Linked DNA regions of Mus musculus: regions 1, 3, 4, 5, 6 and 7 are each linked to region 2. A link is a contact called in public ChIA-PET, Hi-C, HiChIP or PLAC-seq and promoter capture Hi-C data. All regions are on one chromosome and are shown on one strand. Each heading gives the region's core, a stretch centred on a gene start, on an enhancer-like site or on the middle of the called end of the contact. The rest is flanking DNA. Distances are from core to core; before and after follow the strand shown.

What was found. Promoter capture Hi-C pulls out the DNA fragments that hold promoters and counts their contacts. A called contact is a pair of places that touch in the nucleus more often than the background predicts. ChIA-PET counts read pairs in DNA pulled down with a chosen protein or histone mark. HiChIP or PLAC-seq counts read pairs in DNA pulled down with a chosen protein or histone mark.
Region 1: a Hi-C map of CD8 T cells shows a contact between it and region 2, with 7 times the contacts expected there. The contact joins the promoter of Eif3m here to the promoter of Hipk3 in region 2. A contact is called at or near these places in 2 of 39 promoter capture datasets (liver and pre-B cells), 1 of 484 Hi-C or Micro-C datasets (CD8 T cells), 1 of 115 datasets of contacts at active chromatin or transcription factors (memory CD8 T cells) and 1 of 9 other capture datasets (adipose tissue).
Region 3: a contact with region 2 is called in an RNA polymerase II ChIA-PET map of memory CD8 T cells, with 6 read pairs. The contact joins the promoter of Lmo2 here to the promoter of Hipk3 in region 2. A contact is called at or near these places in 4 of 39 promoter capture datasets (the HPC-7 cell line, fetal liver, hippocampal neurons and 1 more) and 1 of 115 datasets of contacts at active chromatin or transcription factors (memory CD8 T cells).
Region 4: a contact with region 2 is called in an H3K27ac HiChIP or PLAC-seq map of heart atrium, with 3 times the contacts expected there. The contact joins the promoter of Lincred1 here to the promoter of Hipk3 in region 2. A contact is called at or near these places in 4 of 39 promoter capture datasets (the C10 cell line, hippocampal neurons and liver) and 1 of 115 datasets of contacts at active chromatin or transcription factors (heart atrium).
Region 5: a contact with region 2 is called in a promoter capture Hi-C map of hippocampal neurons, with 5 times the contacts expected there. The contact joins the promoter of Nat10 here to the promoter of Hipk3 in region 2. A contact is called at or near these places in 5 of 39 promoter capture datasets (the C10 cell line, hippocampal neurons, liver and 2 more), 2 of 484 Hi-C or Micro-C datasets (B cells and CD4 T cells), 1 of 115 datasets of contacts at active chromatin or transcription factors (memory CD8 T cells) and 1 of 9 other capture datasets (adipose tissue).
Region 6: a contact with region 2 is called in a promoter capture Hi-C map of hematopoietic stem and progenitor cells, with 2.9 times the contacts expected there. The contact joins the enhancer-like site here to the promoter of Hipk3 in region 2. A contact is called at or near these places in 6 of 39 promoter capture datasets (hematopoietic stem and progenitor cells, hippocampal neurons, liver and 2 more).
Region 7: a Hi-C map of CD8 T cells shows a contact between it and region 2, with 8 times the contacts expected there. The contact joins the promoter of Abtb2 here to the promoter of Hipk3 in region 2. A contact is called at or near these places in 6 of 39 promoter capture datasets (hippocampal neurons, liver, neutrophils and 2 more), 2 of 484 Hi-C or Micro-C datasets (CD8 T cells and embryonic stem cells), 1 of 115 datasets of contacts at active chromatin or transcription factors (astrocytes) and 1 of 9 other capture datasets (adipose tissue).

Annotation. Positions count from the first base shown.
Region 1 is chr2:105,015,600-105,018,299 of GRCm38.p6, reverse strand. It overlaps Eif3m (eukaryotic translation initiation factor 3, subunit M), which reads left to right and starts at 1,273. Exons shown (of 11, transcript NM_145380.2): 1 at 1,273-1,354. The coding sequence starts at 1,313. It overlaps Gm38521 (predicted gene, 38521), which reads right to left and starts at 1,179. Exons shown (of 2, transcript NR_165821.1): 1 at 1,097-1,179; 2 at 1-630.
Region 2 is chr2:104,493,153-104,495,852 of GRCm38.p6, reverse strand. It overlaps Hipk3 (homeodomain interacting protein kinase 3), which reads left to right and starts at 1,364. Exons shown (of 16, transcript NM_010434.2): 1 at 1,364-1,905.
Region 3 is chr2:103,968,920-103,971,619 of GRCm38.p6, reverse strand. Lmo2 (LIM domain only 2) reads right to left here and starts at 1,333. Exons shown (of 3, transcript NM_008505.4): 1 at 908-1,333. The coding sequence starts at 1,158. All of the region lies in intron 1 of Gm38515 (a long non-coding RNA gene), which reads left to right.
Region 4 is chr2:103,899,634-103,902,333 of GRCm38.p6, reverse strand. It overlaps Lincred1 (long intergenic non-protein coding RNA of erythroid differentiation 1), which reads right to left and starts at 1,383. Exons shown (of 7, transcript NR_131913.1): 1 at 1,156-1,383.
Region 5 is chr2:103,759,907-103,762,606 of GRCm38.p6, reverse strand. It overlaps Nat10 (N-acetyltransferase 10), which reads left to right and starts at 1,337. Exons shown (of 29, transcript NM_153126.3): 1 at 1,337-1,558.
Region 6 is chr2:103,582,174-103,584,873 of GRCm38.p6, reverse strand. The region is part of intron 1 of Abtb2 (ankyrin repeat and BTB (POZ) domain containing 2); the gene reads right to left. 8030431J09Rik (a long non-coding RNA gene) reads right to left here. Exons shown (of 2, transcript XR_866592.2): 1 at 1-2,700. Among named protein-coding and RNA genes, the nearest start is that of 8030431J09Rik, 11 kb to the right of the region's middle. Within about 2 kb of position 1,388, at least 79 of the 459 cell types and tissues checked have an H3K27ac peak or open chromatin away from gene starts, as enhancers often do. A contact at or near this core is called in hematopoietic stem and progenitor cells and liver, where this site is marked.
Region 7 is chr2:103,564,931-103,567,630 of GRCm38.p6, reverse strand. It overlaps Abtb2 (ankyrin repeat and BTB (POZ) domain containing 2), which reads right to left and starts at 1,321. Exons shown (of 17, transcript NM_178890.3): 1 at 22-1,321. The coding sequence starts at 904.

The sequences.
Region 1 (2,700 bases), core at 24-2,523, 520 kb before region 2:
CCTCTTTTCAACCAGTCTCTCTTCCTTTTCTTCCTTGAGAACGTACCCCCCCACACACACTCATTCCACATTGTAACCCAGTACTCCAGGAAGATTGTCTTAGTGTGCTTCCCATTGCTATGATAAAATATTGGCCAAAAACCGACCTGGGGAAAAAGGGTTCATTTCATCTGACAACTCTCAGGTTAACCTCCATCGCTGAGGAAAGTCATGGCAGGAACCCAAGGCAGGAACCTGGAGGTGGGAACTGAAGCAGAGGCTTGCTCGCTGCCTGCTGACTTGCTCCTTGTGGCTAGCTTGGCTTACTTTTCAATGCAACTCAGGGCCACCTACCCAGGGTGGCACCACCCACAGTGGGCTGGGCCCTCCCATGTCAATCATTAAGGAAGAAAATACCTGACAGGCCATTTATTGGGGACATTCTATCAACTGAGGATACCATGTGTATATTCTCTAATAAAGTCTGTTTTTACTTTTTCAGCCCACTTTTTAATTGCATTTCCCCCTTATTGTTGCATTTACAATGTTCTTGATCTTCATGGCTCCAAGTTCTGCATCCAGGTTCAATCAACTGCAGACTATAATATTCTGGAGAAATATCTGTGCTGAATACGCAGACCTTGTCATTCCCTAGAAAACAGAGGACATAGAATTTACATTGGATTAGCTATTTTAAGTGCCCTGGAGATGACTTAAAGTACACAGGAGGTTATATAGACACGAACTAAGCCATTTTTATGTAAGCGTCTTGAGCCCCATAGATTCTGGAATCCTTAGAGGAGGGATCCTGGAGTCAATCCCTAACATACACTGAGGCACTGTGTATTCTGGATAAGTCCTTATTAATTAAGTGGGAGCATTCTTTGAAAACTAGTCACCCTTACTTAGCAAGGAGCATGGCCTAGCAACTGGACCAGCAAACTGGGAAGCATAACACAGGGGAAAAAAAAAATAGTTCCAAGGCTTTAGGGACAGGGGGCACCTGGAAAGCTCTCAGAGGCAGCAAGAGCTCTCTAGGCTCCCGAAGCTTTGGCCCAGGTAGGGTTCCGTGACCCGCAGGCAGCAGGCGGGCAGAGGACACTTTAGCCCAACCCACCTAAGTTTCCGGGGAGAGGGGAAGATTTCAGGTAGGAGCCTGCGAGGAGCTGAAGCAGAGGCCCGCGGGGAGGAAGTAGTACTGTGGGCCCCGCCCACGAGGCCCGCCCTCTGTGGCTGACCCGGAAGCGGTTGTGCGTAACCCTGTACGGCACCGCTCTCTTTTCCGGTCGGCGTGTTTCTGGATCGGAGCGTCTTCCGCAGCCCGGCCTTCACCATGAGCGTCCCGGCCTTCATCGATATCAGCGAGGAAGACCAGGTGCACGATGCTGGGCCCTCGGGGCAACGGGTGCGGGGGATTCCCGGGACGGAGCCCGTGAGGGGGAGCGCGCTCTCCTGACCTGGGTCTCGGCGCGTGCGCGGCCGAGGGTCCGGATGCGGGCCCGGTGGGCGCCAGGGCTCGTCCGCAGTCGTCGATGACGACCCAGAACTTTTCGGGGACAGGGACCAGCGTCTGCTAAGTTCGCGTGTGGCCCGCAGGAGCAACTTTGAGCGTGTGAATGCGGGCCTTCCGCGGCCACAGGCGACGGTGGCATGCATTTTACTAGTTGGCTCGCGTTTTCTGTTCCCAGGCGGCTGGGAGGCAGGAGCATCTGGCGGGCCATCCTGGACACTTTGAAGTTCACTAATTGGGGTTTACACCTGGGTGTACAGGACAGATGGCTTCTCCTTTTTCTGTAACAGGAGGTTAATTGTTGGGATGACAGTCTTTTAATTTTCTACAACCCAAACTGTTCTTCGTGAGCATGCATACGCTTTTATAATACCCACTGACAGAAACTTGGGGTTCCATATGTTACACAGGAGAAGAAAGGAAGTTATGCACACATAGAAAGATGCCGCATTAAGAGTATTTGACAGCAGAGGAAGCTAGAGTTCCCAGGCATTGACTAGTATTTACCAAAAAGGTACTTCAGGCCAGGGGCTGAATAGAGCCTTGGCATTGGCCATATTGTAGAGTGTCTTGTTGTCAGCAAGAATGATATAAAAACATTAAACTTAACTAATTCTTAGAAAAAGATTTGTAAAGCAGGAAGTGAACAAATGCTTTCTTTACATCTTGGTTAGATTATATATTTGTGTCATAAAGAAAAAGAATGATTTCTGCTGTTATTTTGCTTTTTCTAATATGACACTTGAGTTTTCAAAATATCTTTTTTATAATACCATGCCATCTTCTGTATAAAATTACTATGCTATTGTTTGGAAAAATAATTCCATCAGACCTAAGGGTTTGTTAGGTTTCTGAGGTCACCAAACACATTTGTGGGATTAAAAATGTTGGTTATTTTCCCCAAGGCTCTTTTGGCTTTGTCCAGACAATTTGACATCCGTGCTTTTTCTTTCCCCAACCCCCTTCTTGTTTTGATATTTGGGAAGTGTTTCACTATGGCTTGTTAAACCTTGGCTGGCCAGGAACCTGTAGAGATCCCCCTGCCTCTGCCTCAAGTGCTGTGGTCACAGTTATATGTCACCTCACCCTGCCCACCACCTCACCCTGGCACCTGTGCATTTTCTAATGGAACGCTTTATACTGTGATTCTTTAAGTTTTTATTCTGTTAGCTTTAAGTCATCTACATTTCTGTTTCAGTGCATGAATGTTA
Region 2 (2,700 bases), core at 115-2,614:
TGTAAATGCTAAAGAATAAAGAATGGCTCCGACATTGCCCTCCTTTTGGATGTAGAGGGTAATCTCGAGCCTCTTCCGGTTCTGTCCATCTACCCGGCGCTGGCAATAGAGACTTGCATCACTGTGGCCATCTCATGCATACACCTTTTCTAAAAATCAGTCATTAGCTTTTCTACTTTAGTCTTCACTGTACTCCTATCTTGAAGAAAACACTGGTCACTGGAAAAAGGATTATCAGTGGCCTCGAGGGGATACCCTTTCCCCCTTTAAAGACATTCTACACAGTCCTAGTTTGAAAGGCAATAGGTAAAGGACTAGTATCTACCCAGCGAGTTGACCCTCCCTTTAGCCCCAGCTGCTGCAATGGAGAATATGTGTGGAGAAATAACATCGGCAAGCTCAGTCCTTCTAGTAAAGGAAGAAAGCAAAGGACATCTCCATTATAGAGACAGAGGTGCTTGCGTTGCGGAAACGTTAAATATTAGTTTAGAACCCAGACGAAACAGGTGGCAAAATAGGTTTACTGAATGATGGGTTGCTTCGAAGATAGATGCTTTCTGGAGAGATAGATGGAGGGGAGAGGGGTGGAGACTAAAGCTTTGCTCTTTAACCTTGCTCACGTCATCGAAACTTGTCTAAACCCTTGTCTTAGCATAAGAGTTTGGACTATGCATCAGTAAGATTCTTTCATCTCAAATTCCATGGTTCTATGGTTACGTGGGTGGAAATGGACCATTCTGTCGATTTCCTAGTTTCCAGGAGCGAAGAAACTAGCTTGGGTGTGGAACTAACTCGATGGAGAATTATCAACGTAGAGGTGGGCAGCTTCTCAACCACTGTGGTGGTGCACTTGGAAAACTTCCAAGAGAGTCCGTCCCTCATTCTTTGACGTGGTGTGACAAGTCTCCTGCTGTTTTGGAATGGGGGAGCGAGAAGGACCTATTTTAGGCTTAGATTATTCATTCTCTTTCTGCGTTTTTAGACTCCTAAGATGCCAAGAAACAGATTCTAAAGGGGTGGGAAGAGAATTAGGATGGGGTAACCTGGAAAGGCCTGTGGAATCCTGCTTCCGCATCTGAACCCCTTTGGGTATTAGGATTGTCCCTTAAATGTGTATTTTTGGGCCCGGAGTCAGGTTCAGAACTGCAGAGGAGGGCTGACGGAAGCCGTTCCTCTTGGAGGGGATGGCGTGAGAGCTCAGGGTTGGATCCGCGCGGGCCGCCTGGCGGGCTGCGAGCGTCAAGGGCGCGGCTGCAGGCGGACCCTGGGGAGGGGCTTCGCGGAGGCGCCGCGGCCCTACCCGAGCGGGGCCGCCCGGGCTCGGCGCTCAGAGCGGCCGAGCGGGCGGTGGCGCTGCGGAGGCGGCGGCCGAGGCCGGCGGGCGCGCGGAGGAGGGGCCCGATATCGGGGCGGCCTGCCGCAGCTGCCCGGGTGACGACTGCCGGCAGCGCGGCGCCCCGAGGAGTCCGAGCCGCAGGCCCCGGGCGACGCGGCCTCGCAAGCAGCCCTCGTCCTCGTCTCAACTCCGGGGAAATGGGCCCTCAGCACCGCGGGCCCTGCATCCCTTGTTGCCCGTAGGCCCCGGTGGCCCGCCGGCTTGTCACTGCCCCTCTCCCCAGTCGAGCGGTCCCCACCCCAGGTCCCCGGGAAGGAAGATGAGGGAGACGGGCCCGGCGATCGGCAGCCAGAGAAGCAGCAGCAGCGGTCGGGGGAGGGTGTTTCGCCGTTTCCTCTCAGCCGCCAGGACAAGATGGCAGCGGCCGCCGAGAGGGGCTGAGCCCCGGCTGGGTGGCGCCGCCTGCTGAAGCGCTTGGCTCCGGGTCCCCGCACGGCCCCCGCGACCCACCCCGGACATGCTCAGGGCTGCGGCCGCCCGAAGCGGGGAGAGCGCGGGCCTCTAGGAAGGTAAGGAAGCCAGGCAAGGGCGGGTAGCTCGGCGCCGTCGCGGGGCCTCGGGGGCCGGGGGAACCCTCGGAGCGACGGCTCTCCGTTCCCGCCCGGTTGTCCAGTGCGGCCGGCCCGGGCGGTTCCCGAAGGCCGGCGCCAAGCCAGGCCCGAGGAGGCCGTACGCGGGGACTGCGCGTGCTTTCCGCGCGCGCTTGGCGCAGCCTCCGGGAAGCCGCCCTGGCCGCGCCGGGCTGTCCGGGCCTTCCCCCAAGCCTAGGTTGCGCAACGGCTCTTCCCAGCAACCGAAGTTTTGTTTGGTCCCACGGGGGCCCCCCGTTTCGGCTCGGCGGCTCTAGGCCGTCACTACGGAGACCTCGTTCCTTTCATTGATGGGAGCGAAGACCAACGTGCACGCACGCCGCCGCCGGAGCGCCCAGCCCCGTGGCTGCGCCGCGGAGGCTTGGTGGCCCTGTCACCGGCGTCGCGGGGCGGCGGGTTTGGAGGGTGTCAACTCTGGAGACGTGCGTGCGTGTGATTGTTGGGGAGGAGAAATGTGATCCGAGGCTTCGCGTCCCCAGCGGCGGCGGGAGGAAGGCGTGGCGGCCGCGCGGCGGGGCTGTTGCCGGCTTCTCTCGTTACGGCGGCGGCGGCCCTCTTCCCTTCGCGCTGTGGGGAGACCAGCGGAAAGGACTCGGGACCAGAATGTCTGTTTTCCTGTCTGGGGGGAGACGGCTGTTGTAAAATGGTATGTGGATCTTGGGGGAAGCCTGTTGTTTCCCAGTCTTATCTGTGCTGGAGGAATTGCGCTGAAGG
Region 3 (2,700 bases), core at 84-2,583, 520 kb after region 2:
GAATAAAAACTCAAAACCAGACAGCTAATGACTCTTAAAAGGGCATTTGTGTGGACGTGGAAAAAAAAAAACCGATACCTTCGTTCCTGGCTCCCCTTGTTAAGGCTAGAGAATGGGCTAGGAGGGTACAGGCTGTGGAATGGGGAAGGGAGGGGGGGCTGTTCTTTGCAAACCAGCGCAAAGCTCAGAGCACTAGACAGTACATGCTCATTAAAGCTCTGGTTCGCTGACACACACACACACAGCCCTTCTGAGAGTTCGATGAGATTCTGCTCCCTAGAAAAACATACTAGACAGAAAAAAAAATGTGCACTAACTTTCGAGGTTCACATGCCCGCACTAGGAAACTCAGGGGAGGGGCGAACATGTACCGGGAGGAACGACAGATTAGCAATTCTAGAAGTCTCTGGAGGCCAGAACCAGTTCCCAGGTGGACAAGCGGACCTCATCAACTGTCCGCTCTACTCCGGGCCTGGTAGGAGAGTCGACGTCGGAGACCCCGGGATGTTCTAGTTGGGATGCCCCCCTTTCCAAGGCCAAATGGACAAAAAGGAAGGGAACCTGGAGAGGGTGGGACGAAAAGGGAGAAGGCAGAATCTTGTCCTCCACTCTCCCTGCCCTGCACCTGTGCCTCAGAGCTCCGGGTGCCAGCTCCTGGGCAAACTTTCTGGCCCTGGTAAAGGTTTGGGGAGCTTTCCAGATAGCCCGGAGCGGTCCGCAGGGTCGATCCCAGTTACAGCTTCCGCCGCCCAGTCCCTCTCGGTGTTTCCAGAGTCACCCGCGAGGAAAGAGAACCCCTGGGAGACGGAGGGATCAAGGGCACGCTGCGGGCGCGCACCTGGAGTCAGCCCCTCGCGCCTAGCCTGGGACCCTGTTTGGGGTGCCGGAACAGAAGCGCCACACTTACTCAGACGGGTCCAGGCTCTTCCTTTCGATGGCCGAGGACATTGGGGAGGGGGGCGGCGTGCCGGGCGGCGGGGGCGCTCCCTTTGTGGCGCGTGGCTGGCTAGCTGCCTGGACTCGGACCCCCTCGGGTGCTCGGGCGCCGCCGCTCCTGCGCCTCCTCTTGCTCGGTCGCTCCGCTGGCGAGCTCGCCCCTCCACGCTCAAGGACAGTCACCGCGCTCCCTTCAAACGCCAAAGAGAGAGAGCGAATCATCCAGCTGCCCGGCGCGCGGCGGCCAAGGCAGGGGGCCGGGGAGCAGCCCGGCCTCCCTCCGGTGGCTGCGACAGCTGCCGCTGCTCAGGACTTAACCTTCCATCCCGGTCCCGCTGCCGTCACCACAGCCGCCGCCGCCGCCGCCCGGTCCCGATCGCGCGCAGTAGCCGGCTCCGCCCGGTCGCCCCGAGCCCCTCGCACCTTCGCCGGGGTCGGGGCGCCGGGGGCAGTGAGGGGGCGGCGGCCTGGGGGCGGGGAGCTGACCGCGCGGCTCTCCCCAGGCTCCCTCCTCTCTCGCGAAGGTCTATTTTCGCTCAGCTTCCCTCTGTCTCTGGTTTCATTTCCTTTTTCCTGATCACGATTCAAATACAATAGAAGGAAATCACATTTAAAGAGACAGCTGCCCGCCCCCTCCCCCCTTTTTTTCTTCCTTTTTTTTTTTTTTTTTAAACGGGGCTCCTGGGGATTAGCAATCCAAATAGCGGCGGCGGCGGCGGCGGCGGCGGCAGCGGCAGCAGCAGCAACGGCGACAGCGGCAGCCCTGACTTGGCTTCTTAAAAGGGCCCGCGGCAGAGACCGAGAGTCTCCCCTGAGCCCCTCTCCTGGGGCAAGAATCCCGCTGCCACTAAACTGTCTTTTTCAGAGTTCCCCTTCTTCTGCCTTTCCCTTTGGCCTCAGGCTGAAAGTAACCACTCGCCCGTTCCAGCAGGAAAGAAAAGACAAGAATGTGAAATAAGCACCTGCAGAAATGCAAGCGTTGCTAATGGCTGGCTAGCGCGCGCTCGTCTCGGGTTCGAGGTCCCAAGTCCACAGTCGTGGTGCTCTGCGATGCCCGAGACAGTGCGGCTCTGCTGGCGGCAAGCTAGTAGCTGCGACTGCTCTCCAGAGAGGGGCGCAAGCTGTGTGACCAGGAACCTCACGCGCTAGGTGCGCCTGAGCAGAGCTGGGGGCAGCTAATCCCGCAGGGAGGGTGTCTGGGAGGGACCACGTTGTCCGGGTCTCCTCTCCATCTGCTGGCGGCAGAATTCCCTCCCCTAGCCTCTTTCAAAGAGCGAACTCCAGCGGTGAGGCTGGCCCTCTCTGTAAAGTATCAGCAGCAATACTTGCTTGGACCGGAGGAAGTTCCTTCCCGATAAAAAGACTTTCAGTTATTACTTACTATTATTTTGTCTTATATAAAACAAAGAAAAGGGCAGGTTTCTCCTTCAAGCTTGAAGACAAGTTCTAGAAGGAGAAAGAAATACAGAAGGGAAGAGATGGATTCCAGCTAGCTACTTTTCAGGAGAAAAACCTAGGTCCCCCTGGGCCTTGAGTTCCTTGAAACTGAGTCCAGAAATGATCGTTCAAGGCCCGTTAGCTTATGATGATGACAGTCTTCAGGTTTGTAAAGAGGAAAGTCCCGAGTGCTCTCAGAATCCATTGTTTAGTAAGAACAGCCCGGATCAAAGACATAGGCATTTCAGCCCCAATTTAAAGATTGCTTTAATAACCTAGACCAGCTCACCCCGGAAGATGATAGTCAGAAATGAATTCCCGGATTCC
Region 4 (2,700 bases), core at 134-2,633, 590 kb after region 2:
TCCAGGGCATCCAATACCCTCTTCTGACTTCTCCTAGTACCAGGCATGTACCAGGCATGCATTTGGTATGCATATATACATGTAGGCAAAGCACTCAGACACATAAAATAAAATAGATCTTTTAAAAGCATATTTTAAAGGAAGAGTCCTTTGTCTCTTTGAATTTGTGTTTTTCTGAACTGTTAAATGAGGAATCACTAGATGGTTTCAGTTAGCCGAGGTTCTCAGAAAAGCACAGGCCAAGAGCAGACTGAACAAGCCAAGCTGCATTGAAGAAAAAAATACACAGGAAGCTAAGAAAGCGTCAGAATGTGATTGATGTGAGTTAGGCAGAGAGAAGGAAGGGTAGGTGGAAAGAAGTCAAAGAAAGGTCCAGGAAGGACCTCAGAGAGGCCTTGCGCCAGTGTCAGCCATGGGCTCGGCAATGGGATGTGGCTAGGGGTAATGATAATGGGGGTAGATACTGTCTGTTGTATTTCTCCACCACCCAGATGCTCAGGTGCTCAACCTGTTGGCGTATCCCAGGCCTAGATCATCCCAGAGAGTCTAGCTGCATGGCACCCAGCAAGCTGACCTCCTAGCTGGCCCCTTTGTGGCAGCTGCTCTCAGCCACCCCCTCAAGGCAGAGTTGGCAGGATGTTTGTATTCATGTGACACTTAGGGATCAAATGCTTCCTGTCTCTCCTATTTTTGGCCTGCTTTGGTCTTCAGAGGAGGGAAGTCAGGGGCTTTAGTTCCCTGCTGTCATCTTTGTTTGAAGTGAGGCCAAACAACAGAGGTCCCACCCTGATCACATCTTCTTGCCCTTCCTGGAGCACCCCTCCCCCCCCAACCCCCCTGCCAAGCCTGGCAACAGATCAGCCAGTAGCAGCTCCACACATAGGAGGCGATACACCTTGTGGACAGACCTTTTCTCTTAAAATCCTGGACTCCGGCTTCTATCTTACCACTTCCTAATGAGTAAATGACCTTAACTTTCTTATCTATGATGTGAGGGCAAAATTCCTACACCACAGTCGTTGTAGGAAGGCACACGAAGTCTTTAGCAGAGTGTGGCATATGGCACACACTCATCAAATGACCCTATTGGTGATGGTCCTTCCTCTAGACCTCTTCGCACTCTCAAGGTTACTGCCATCAACGTTATCTGAAAACCTGAGGTCTCAGACAGGTCTCCGGTCCTTAGGAAGTGCACAGACTTGAGCAGAGACACACAGGAAGCCATTATTGGCAGTAGTTGCTTGAAGCTGGGGGGCTGGCTGGAGAAATCTATCACACTGGGGTCTGTCTCATCCATTTCTGAGTTCCACCGGACCTCTTCCTCAGGTGTGCAGTTCTGGTCTCCTAGGCCCACTGGCACTGGCCAGACCCATTGAAGAAACTGAAGAAAGAATGCTACTTGTAGGATGACAGACAAGACAGAAGGCAGGCAGAGTTGGACCACCAAGTTCAGGTCATAAAGGCCTTGGCAGACCATATTAGGGTACCCTCGATGTGCTTCAAGTAGGAGACTAACATGATTAAATCCTCCTGGTAGATTTGGCTTAGTTTGCCAGGGTTAACCTCCTGCAATGATCCCTCGGTTGGAAAACTGAAGGGAAAGTTCTGGAACTGCCCCTCTTACAACTGTGGCCTGCTCAAACTTTCCCTGACCTGTCCAGGCTGAACAAAGGCTCCCGAGGCCAGCTGGAGAGGAGCCTTGTTGATTAGTCACAGTTCCCTCTCCAAGAGGATGGGCCCTGATGTGTTTTCTCTTGATAGCATTGGCTCCTTTCAAGCAATAGGACTTCCTGTCTGATCAGAGTGCGATTTTGGCACCTCCGTGGAGAAAATGCCTTAAACAATCCTGTTTTAGCCTCTGATAGCACATGTGTTTGCTTACCCATCAGCCACTGGTACTGGGTTAAAGAAGGGGTGAGATCTGAGGATGCTGCTATCCGAATGGAATCTCCAAATCTCTTCTGAAAGACAACAGAGGCTAAATGAAAAATTCCCCCAGGGACTCTAGGACCCCTCCCCTAGCCCTCAGTGGCTCCTGAGCTCCTGAGCTTCAGATCTCTAACCCTCAAATCCCATATCAGGGTCCTGTGGAGAACACTGAAAGGTTCGGACTCACGTGGAAAGTCTGAGCTGCCTCAGGTCAAACTCAGTGCTCATCCGTCAGCCTGTAGGAAGAGGTACTCAGGATGCAGCAGAGTAAACGCTCCCTTTTACCCCACCCTGGGAAACCTGAACATGGAAAATCCACATCCAAACAAGTGTTTCTACCCGACACCATCAGCCATCAAAACTGTGACCTTCTGCTAGCTGCTGGACTATCCCACACTCCTTTGTGCCTGCTATGTTAAGGCTGAGAAAAGAATAAGATGATCATGTTAGCCAGCACGTGGCTTTTGCAATGCCAGACACTCTTTCAAGCACCGTGCCAACGCTAACTCATGGCATTCTCCCAACAACACAGGTCCTGCTATTATTTCTACTTCTTGTCACATGTCACACAATCAGTACACGGCACGGTCAGACTCCAAATCCAGACAGTCCAGGCTACAGACTCTGTGCTTATAACAACCATGGTATGACCCCTAAAAAACATGCTTTCTCCTCTCTGAAGCCTTCCCCTGTGCCAAACCCTGGTGCCATTGTAACTCTTCTGGAGATTTTCCTCAGCCTGCCAGTTCTAGAAGGCAACAATGGTCATCT
Region 5 (2,700 bases), core at 88-2,587, 730 kb after region 2:
CCCAGACCAGAGTTTTGACTCCTGGGACAAAGGTGGAGGAAGAGAATTGTCTCCAAAACCCTCTAAACCTGCAGGTGTGCAGTTCCATTCCCATACCCATCTTCTCAAGCACATTTGATATTCTACACTGAGAATATTCTACATCAACTATTTTCAGTCCAACTACTTGATAGGGGCAGTTGGCAGTAAGTTGGAAGCTGTCTTTGTTGTCTTTATATTCTTCAGTAAAATCACATGCTTCCACAGCATAGACAGCTCAGCCATCTAGCACTGGCTACCCTTCCCCTGCCCTACTACTTTATCATTCTAAATCTTGACTATCTTATGGCAGTTGCCCCCGTTTGCATCCTGACCTGGTGGTTTCAGATTTTGCAGTGACTAAGGTAATCATAGCCATCATCTCTGTTCCCAAAATTCCAGTTTTTTGTTTTCATTACAACGGAAATACCATATCTGGGCTACTTAAGCAGAATCGACTAGCCTTATTTGCCCATTTTTGTCCTCTTCCTATATTGGTTCCTTTAAAAAAAAAAAAGTCGAGTACTCACAAGGGTCATTATTTCTAAGTTTTGTGTTTTGCTTGTGTCACCACCACCTTATAGGACTTGTCTGCCCATTATAACAAAGTACTGGTAGTTTTATTTTCTTAAGTGCATTTAGAACCTTAGTATTAAGTCTAGGGCTGTATTGGTGACTTAAAACAATATGGCTAGGCATCATGAAGTCTTTAAAGTCCATTGAAATTTAGATTGATATTGAAGTTGGTGCGTAAATTTGGGGAAGGAATTCGTTTTAGATAACAGAACTTGTGCCCAAAAATATAGGATAAACCGATTTCACGTGGCTCATGCTAAAAGGAAAGCAGACATACTTACGGGTATCCTTGTGGATGTGGTTGGATGAGCTTTGAGACCCAATGTTGGGCTTTTAGTACACTTGGCATGAGTAAGAAAAGCCTGCAGAGTACCGCGGCCACGATCGTTGGTACAAAGTCTACAGACATTCTCAGACTGCTGCCGGATGGAGGTTCAAGTAAGATGAATTAAACAATTACTGGGCTAGTTTCATATAAAAGTAGGGAGGTCGATAAAACAACACCTACGCTAGCAACAGCTATTGCCTTGTACAACCCTGCTATAGAGGTTTTTTTCAACATAGCAACAGTGGACGAGTTCCTGTACCAGTGGCAACGGCAAATGCGAGACACCCGGATATCTAAACGATTACTTCCGCCTGTCATAGCCAGGTTACCCGCAGCAAATGGCGAAATGGCGGCCGGGAGTTAGTGCGCAAGCGTAGCGGAGATCCGCGGCGTGTTCTTACGTCATCACTAAGCGTCGAAGCCATGGAAGGTCCCATAGCTGTAGTGGTCCCCTCCCTTCTGAGCACTTGCCCACGTGCTGTCTGCCACTTAAGCGGATTCACGTGCAGCGGCGGCCCCGGCGTAGCTCAGCTGTGTAGAATTTTCTCCAGCAGATTGGTCAGCCTGGGTAGCAACTCGGTGTCTTCACGTGCTTCCGTTGTGCAGCTGCCTGGTGTCGGCCGGAGCAGGGCGCAGGTACTCTTTGCAAGGGACTGGGTCGGATGTTGAGATGTGCGTTTGGGTCTTTCACTGGCCGGTAGGGCTGGCTCGAGTACGGAAGCTTCTGTACCGGCTGGTGCCTGTATCTTCGGACTCTTCGCCTGGACTGCCCTACAGACAGACGTTCCTGGTCCGGGATACTCTGACATGCGGGGCTGGCTTCTCGAGCGCTTTCCGGGAGTGTGGCTCCTTCCCACACTCGGGCTTCTTCTCTCTCTTTGAGAGAATGGGTTGGTGTCAAAACTATTTTCTGAGAAACTCGGCTCCTCGTAGCAGTGGTAGGCTTTGAACTAACGCGGTTTAGTCCCAGATATTCTGCTCTTAAATACTGCAGTATGCCAGTTTATTTGCACTATTTAGCTGTCTCAGTCAGGACATTTGACAGTGCACCTCGTGATGCTTAGTACCCGGTGCTGTGTGTACAAGAATGGATACAGCCGAATGAAAATGACTTGTCGATCAGGTTGTGGTGGCGTATACCGTTAATTCCAGCGCTTGGAAGGTGGAGCCTGGAGTATTTTTTGGAGCTCGAGGCCAGTCTGGTCTGCATAGTGAGACTGTTTGAAAAAACAAAACAAAGCAAACAACAACAACAACAAAACCCAATACGATTCATCTTATTTTCTCTTTCCAATAATGCTTTCCTTATGTATTAAACGTTTCTTGGAACCAGTAATTTTAGATCGTTATCAGATCCCTCACTCTGGCCATTAATTTTACATTAGTTTTGTGTGTAGTTGTATTTCATCTACTTTTAAAAGTACTTTTTAGAATTAAAGCTTGTACTCAGGGGCCTTACCTGTTAATTCTAAGACTCTCCTATTATAACAAAAAATAAGACTCCCCCCCCCCCCCCCCCCCAAGACAGGGTTTCTCTGTATAGCCCTGGCTGTCCTGGAACTCACTCTGTAGACCAGTCTGGCCTCTAACTCAGAAATCCGCCTGCTTCTGCCTCCCAAGTGCTGGGATTAAAGGCGTGGGCCACCACTGCCTGACAAGATAAGACTTTTAACAATTAAGCTGGACTCGTTAACATTAGGTACCCATTCATTTTTTGTAGGTGTTTATGTGGCTGGCAACATAAAGCTTACAAACTGAGTTGCTTTGGACTTGGGTAG
Region 6 (2,700 bases), core at 139-2,638, 910 kb after region 2:
GTCAGGGAATAACCTACAAGAGTTGGTTCTCTCCTTTTACCATGCAGGGTCTCAGGGGCTGCATCAGATCATCAGGTTTAGCAGATGTCTTTACAGGCTGAGCTGTCTCAGCCGCCCTGTGTACTGACTTTGATTCAAGCCTTCAGGATAGAAAGTAGAGCTTGAAGTCTGGTGGAAATAAAACTCAAATGGTTCTTTCACCTGCTTATGAGTGAGTGACCTTGGACTACCCACTTTAACTGTACCTAGCCCTCATATTTTCATCTATGAAACACGATTAGTAACAGGCTCTTTAGCTCATAGTCTACAATGAGGATTCCACGAGACAATCAACAAAAATCATTGGAATCTTTCTCATCTCCCAGAAGGCACTGGACAGATATGACCATCCACTCATTGGGTGTGGCTGAGTGAACCCCACAAGACTGCTGACTTCTATTCTTTTTTCCAAAGCACTCCAAGCTCCTCCTTGAGTAGGTCTGATCATAGCCTCCATTCATTACTCAGGAGAGAAGAAGACACAGGCTAGCCTCAGATACTACCTCTAATCAGTCTCTCTCAGCCTAGACTTTGCCAGACTGATATACACTTAGAGGTTCCTGGCACAGAACCCCACTGATAACCAGTAAAGCCAGACAGTCTTCCATTTGCCTACTCATCACAACCACCTGAGGAACACTGAAGAATACTGTCTAAACTTAAAATGCATGAAATTAGAAGGGGGGATATAGGAGGTACCAATGGGACAGGGAAGGAAACAAGAGATGGTAAGGGGGTGAACATGGTTATATATGGCAAGTACCCTACAAATATGTGAAAATGCCATGGTGAAACACAGTGCTTTGTAGAAATACTACACACAGAAAATGTGAACAGAAAATACAGTCACTACCAGGCATTAAAAAGAGTTAGTCTTGAAGGTAAAAATTGTCACCCAGATAACTCAGACCCAATTTTGGAGGTTTAAAATAAATATAGCCAGTTAAGTACCATTTTTAAGTGCCCCAAGAATGTTCCAGCAATCAGCCAGTCATATGGATGGTCAAGTTAGAGGTCTCTTGTATTTTTGGAAAGAGGAAGATACGTATGGGCTCAAATCAACACATACACATATTCTCTCCCTCTCTCTCCCTCTCCCTCCCTCTCTCTCCCTCTCCCTCTCCCTCTCTCTCCCCCTCCCCCCCCCCTCTCTCTCTCTCTCTCTCTCTCTCCCCCCTATGAAGAATAGAGACTGTGCTGACAGTGGACCTCAACACAGGTCACAGCCAAAACAACTGGCAAGAAGAATCAGCGTTGTCCTTTAACCAACCAGGAGTGATTTGTAGGGCTCCAGGGAAGCCACATAGGACAACAGCTTGTCAGCATTGGTCATGTTTCACAAACGGTGACAACAGAGTGATGCAATATCCTGGCTTTGTGTCCTTCCTTTTCTTAGAAGTTCTCTTTGTGAATGGTTCCTCCCTCTAGTGCCAGGCATAGAAAGAGAGGAGAGGCAGAGTGGCAGCTGGATTCCTCCAATTTAGATATATGCCTTGTAATAAGTTTGATTAAGACGCCTGTATAGCCTGCACATAGTTCCAAGTTATTTGGAGTTCACCCCAAGTGTCAGATTTGGCACATCTAACTGTGGACAAATGAGTGGCAACTGCATAAACACATGGCTGTTCCACACCACAAATGAATCCTATAGAAAGAAGCCAGCTCTGATTACACTGCACGGCTGGGCAGTGCTGCTCACACAGCCTAACACAGCAGGAGGAAAGCAGGCTGGTGGTCACCTGTGAGCGTCTGGAATGACAACTCTCTGCCATCCAGGGAGAGAAGGGCGAAGAGGAAAAAGAGCACATGGGAGCTCATGTTATGCACATGTAATTTACATATGGCTTTGCGTGCTAGCTCCCCTCCAGATCATGTCTGTGATTTAAACACTAGATCAGCAAATAGAAAGTACAAACAGTCCATGGCAGAGTAATAATCCCCAATGTCATTTCTGGGGAGCACAAAGGAGGAAGGTGGGGACTGCAGCTCACTGCTGCTAGTACTGTGCCAGTTCCATCAGAGGACGTGAGACTGGACTAGGAGACTTTATTGTGTCCCATCTCACTGAGTCCTTAAAAGCACTCCACCAGGTAGCTTCTCTGGATTATTCCCTTTTTACAGATGGGAGAACTGAAGTACAGAAAGGTTAAATCATCAGCTATGTTATCTAGGTAAGAGTGAATGGTCATGGGTGGAACCCAGGCCCCAAGTGTGAACAGATACTTTGCTCTCTCTACAGCTCAAGAGAAACCTCTCTTGATTCCAAAGATGTTCCTTCCAAATTTCCCCTCTGCCAAGAGCCCAACAAGAGCTCTTTTTGTCTCACTTCTCACAGCTCAGAAGATGCACAGGGCATGGGAGACACTCAAAACCTTCAACTCTGGGATAGTTTCAAGAGTTTCTGATGATTACCCGCTGTCTTGGTGGTAGCTTCCCAGGTAGTGCTGACAGGCTGGCTTTGGGCAAGAGGCCCTCAAAAAGAACACACCCAGAGCATGAAAGGAACAGACAGTTCCACAGAGAAAGTGAACTCTGCATTGTCTGATGTGACCGGGAAGTCATTCAATAAACCAGAGAGGATAGCCCAGAATCTGAAAGAAGCAGAGCCTAAATCTGAGGACACACGTCCTGGTGAAGGGAGCAGCAATAGTATCAACTCCA
Region 7 (2,700 bases), core at 72-2,571, 930 kb after region 2:
CCACACCCCCCTCGTGCTTACCATTGGCGTTCTTGCCACAGATGAGATGCTCATAGGGTTGCAGGACTCCCCAGAGCTCGGCGTCGTTGTTGATGACCATCTCCAAGGCCTCAGCGGATACCTCTCCACCTCCTGCCCCTCCGCCATCTGGGCTCTGGCTCGCCAGCACCCTGGCCCGGATCTCCTCCACCAGGTTCTCCATGCAAGCCGTTAGCGAGATGGCCGCGTACTCATGGATGCGCACGGAGATGCGAGTGTCCACCATCCAACGGAAGAAGCGGCCCACGGAGAAAGTGAGGCCGCAGCGCGCCGACTTGCCGCGGCGCAGCCCATCCCCAGCGCTCATGCTGTAGAGGGACAACGCCTTGACCGCTGCCAGTGCGCAGCTCTCGGCCAGCGCCCAGCTGTGCACCAGGCGCACCGCACTCTGCACCTCGAAGCGGGTGCACTTAGCGTGCAGCACGCTAAGGCGCTGCGCCTCCCGGGCCACGCGGATGAGCGCCCGGCGGAGGAGTCCGGCCAAGCGTCTCACAGCCTCGGCGGAGAACGAGGGCAGCCTCCGGCCGCCGACGCTTTTGCGGAGCACCCGGGCCACGTCTCCCTCGGTCCAAGGGAACTCCTCCAGCTCCGGGAGCCGCGGGCAGCGGGAGAAGAGGTCGGCCACTTCGGGATCCTCGGGCAGCACTGTGTTCACCGTGTCCCAGCTGTTGTGGCGGCTGTTCATGGAGCCGGAGTAGCACCACCAGGCCGCCCCGCGGTGCTGCTGCGCCGAAGAGTTGAGCGCCTGCGAGTTGGACTTGGAAGACGAAAGGCTGAGCGAGCGGCAGGAGTCGCCGGCCCCATACCCGGAGTCCAAGGTCAAGTCCTCCAGAGTCTTCAATGTGGAGCTGTATGTCCCGGCCATGGGGGAGCCTCCGCGCGCGGCCTCGCCGAGCGAGGGGCTCTCACTGTTCCATGCCCACTTGCCCCGGGGGAAGGGGGCGGAAACCAGCTCTAGGCTCTCGGAGGCGCCCTCCGTGCTCGCCGCGCCGCGCCTCGGGGCCGCAGCATCGCCCGCGCACAGGCCGCGGGAAGGTAGGCGAAGCTCTCAGCCGGCCGGAGCCCGACGCCGTCCGCGTTCAGTCGCGCCGCTGTCAGCGAACGGACTTCCCAGCCCTCCTCCTCTGAACTCGCGCCGCCAGCTCTCAGCTTCCCTTACAGAGCGTCCGGAGAGTCCATCACCACAGAAAGAATCCCGAGAAAACGGGGCGGCCACCGAAGAGCGAGGCGCCCGAGGTCCGTCTGGGACCAGCCGCTGAGAAAGCGCTCCACAAACTTCTACGGGGCGCGGGTTACAGACACAGATAGGTCCTCTGGAGCGGCCCGCATGCAAATACACCCGGGCGGTTCACCAATCATCAGCCACGCCGGGCAAGGGCTATGCCAATGGTTTCCGAGAGGGGCGGGAAATATGCAAATCACCGAGAATGGGGTGTAGCGGGTGGGTATGGCTGAGGGGGTTGGGTGGGGAGAACAAGCGAGCGAGCTGGCAAGGAGGTGGGGCGCAGAGACCCAGAAAGCCGGGGGAACCCGAAAACAGGCCCCAGCGCTGAGGATTAAAAGATAAACGAAAAGGAAAAGCCCCTATGTGCTGTCCCTTTCCCGCCTTCTATGCTTTAGACTTAGGCAGGCAGCTCCTTGTAAAGCTGTGAGCACCCAGCCCAGGGCAGTAGGAAAAGAAAACTGGGAGGAGACCCGACTCACCTTTCTTGTCGACTTTCTACCAAGCCCCTCCTCCTTCTCTTTTGAGAAATGAAAAGCTATTTATGTTTGGAGGGCAGGGGAGCACCTCTGCTTCTCTTCTCAGATCTATCTAGTTTTGTTTATATTGACTTTAGGCTCCAATCGAAACAGACTATCTTAAACTGGGACCTGAAAATAGCCCGGCACTCAGAGGCCTGTGATCACACCCCTGTATCCACTGTTACAGTCCACTGTTTTCCAAGGATTATCTAGGAGGTGGGAGTCCAAACCTAAAGAATGAACGGCTTTCCTCCTACCGGTGTACTATCAGGCGGATCCTTTTTGTCCAAGGTGGGAGGGAGTGCCTGCAAGGAACCAGATGAAAAACGAGGACCTGCGCTGAACACCTCGTGCATGCAGGTGTTCCCTTTTAAGGACTTGCTGGCATGATGTGCGGGTCCGCAGGTCTTCTTCCCCCTCGGGACTCGGTGCCTCCTGGGTACAGTGAATTGCTGTCCTTCCAGTAGCGCCCAGGTGCACCCCAAGCGGCTCGCTAGAGAGCTACTGATTGCATAGATCCACGCCCAGCTCTCGGAGGACCAGCTGCTCCTCCATAACTATTCACACGCACGTGCACAAGCGTGCACCAGCCCCCCTCCAGCAGGACTGCAAAATCAAAGCGCGGATTGTGCACAACGTTCGTCCCAAGTCCTCTTCGCCAGCTCCTGAATAGCTCCTTTGTGCTGTACTTTACAGTTCTGACCTTGGGCCGTGAGTTGGATACGAACTAGAAAAGTCTGGTTTGTCTCTTTCCTTAAATTAATGATCCCTTTCCCCATAAAGCGATTTTTTATTTGGCAGTTTTACTTAATTTTTTCCTTTCCTGGGGTACATGAGACGTTGCCTCCTGATGCCATAGAATTGGAAACAGAGTCAAGGACGGAAGTACTGTGCAAGGCATAAGTCATCAAATTAACA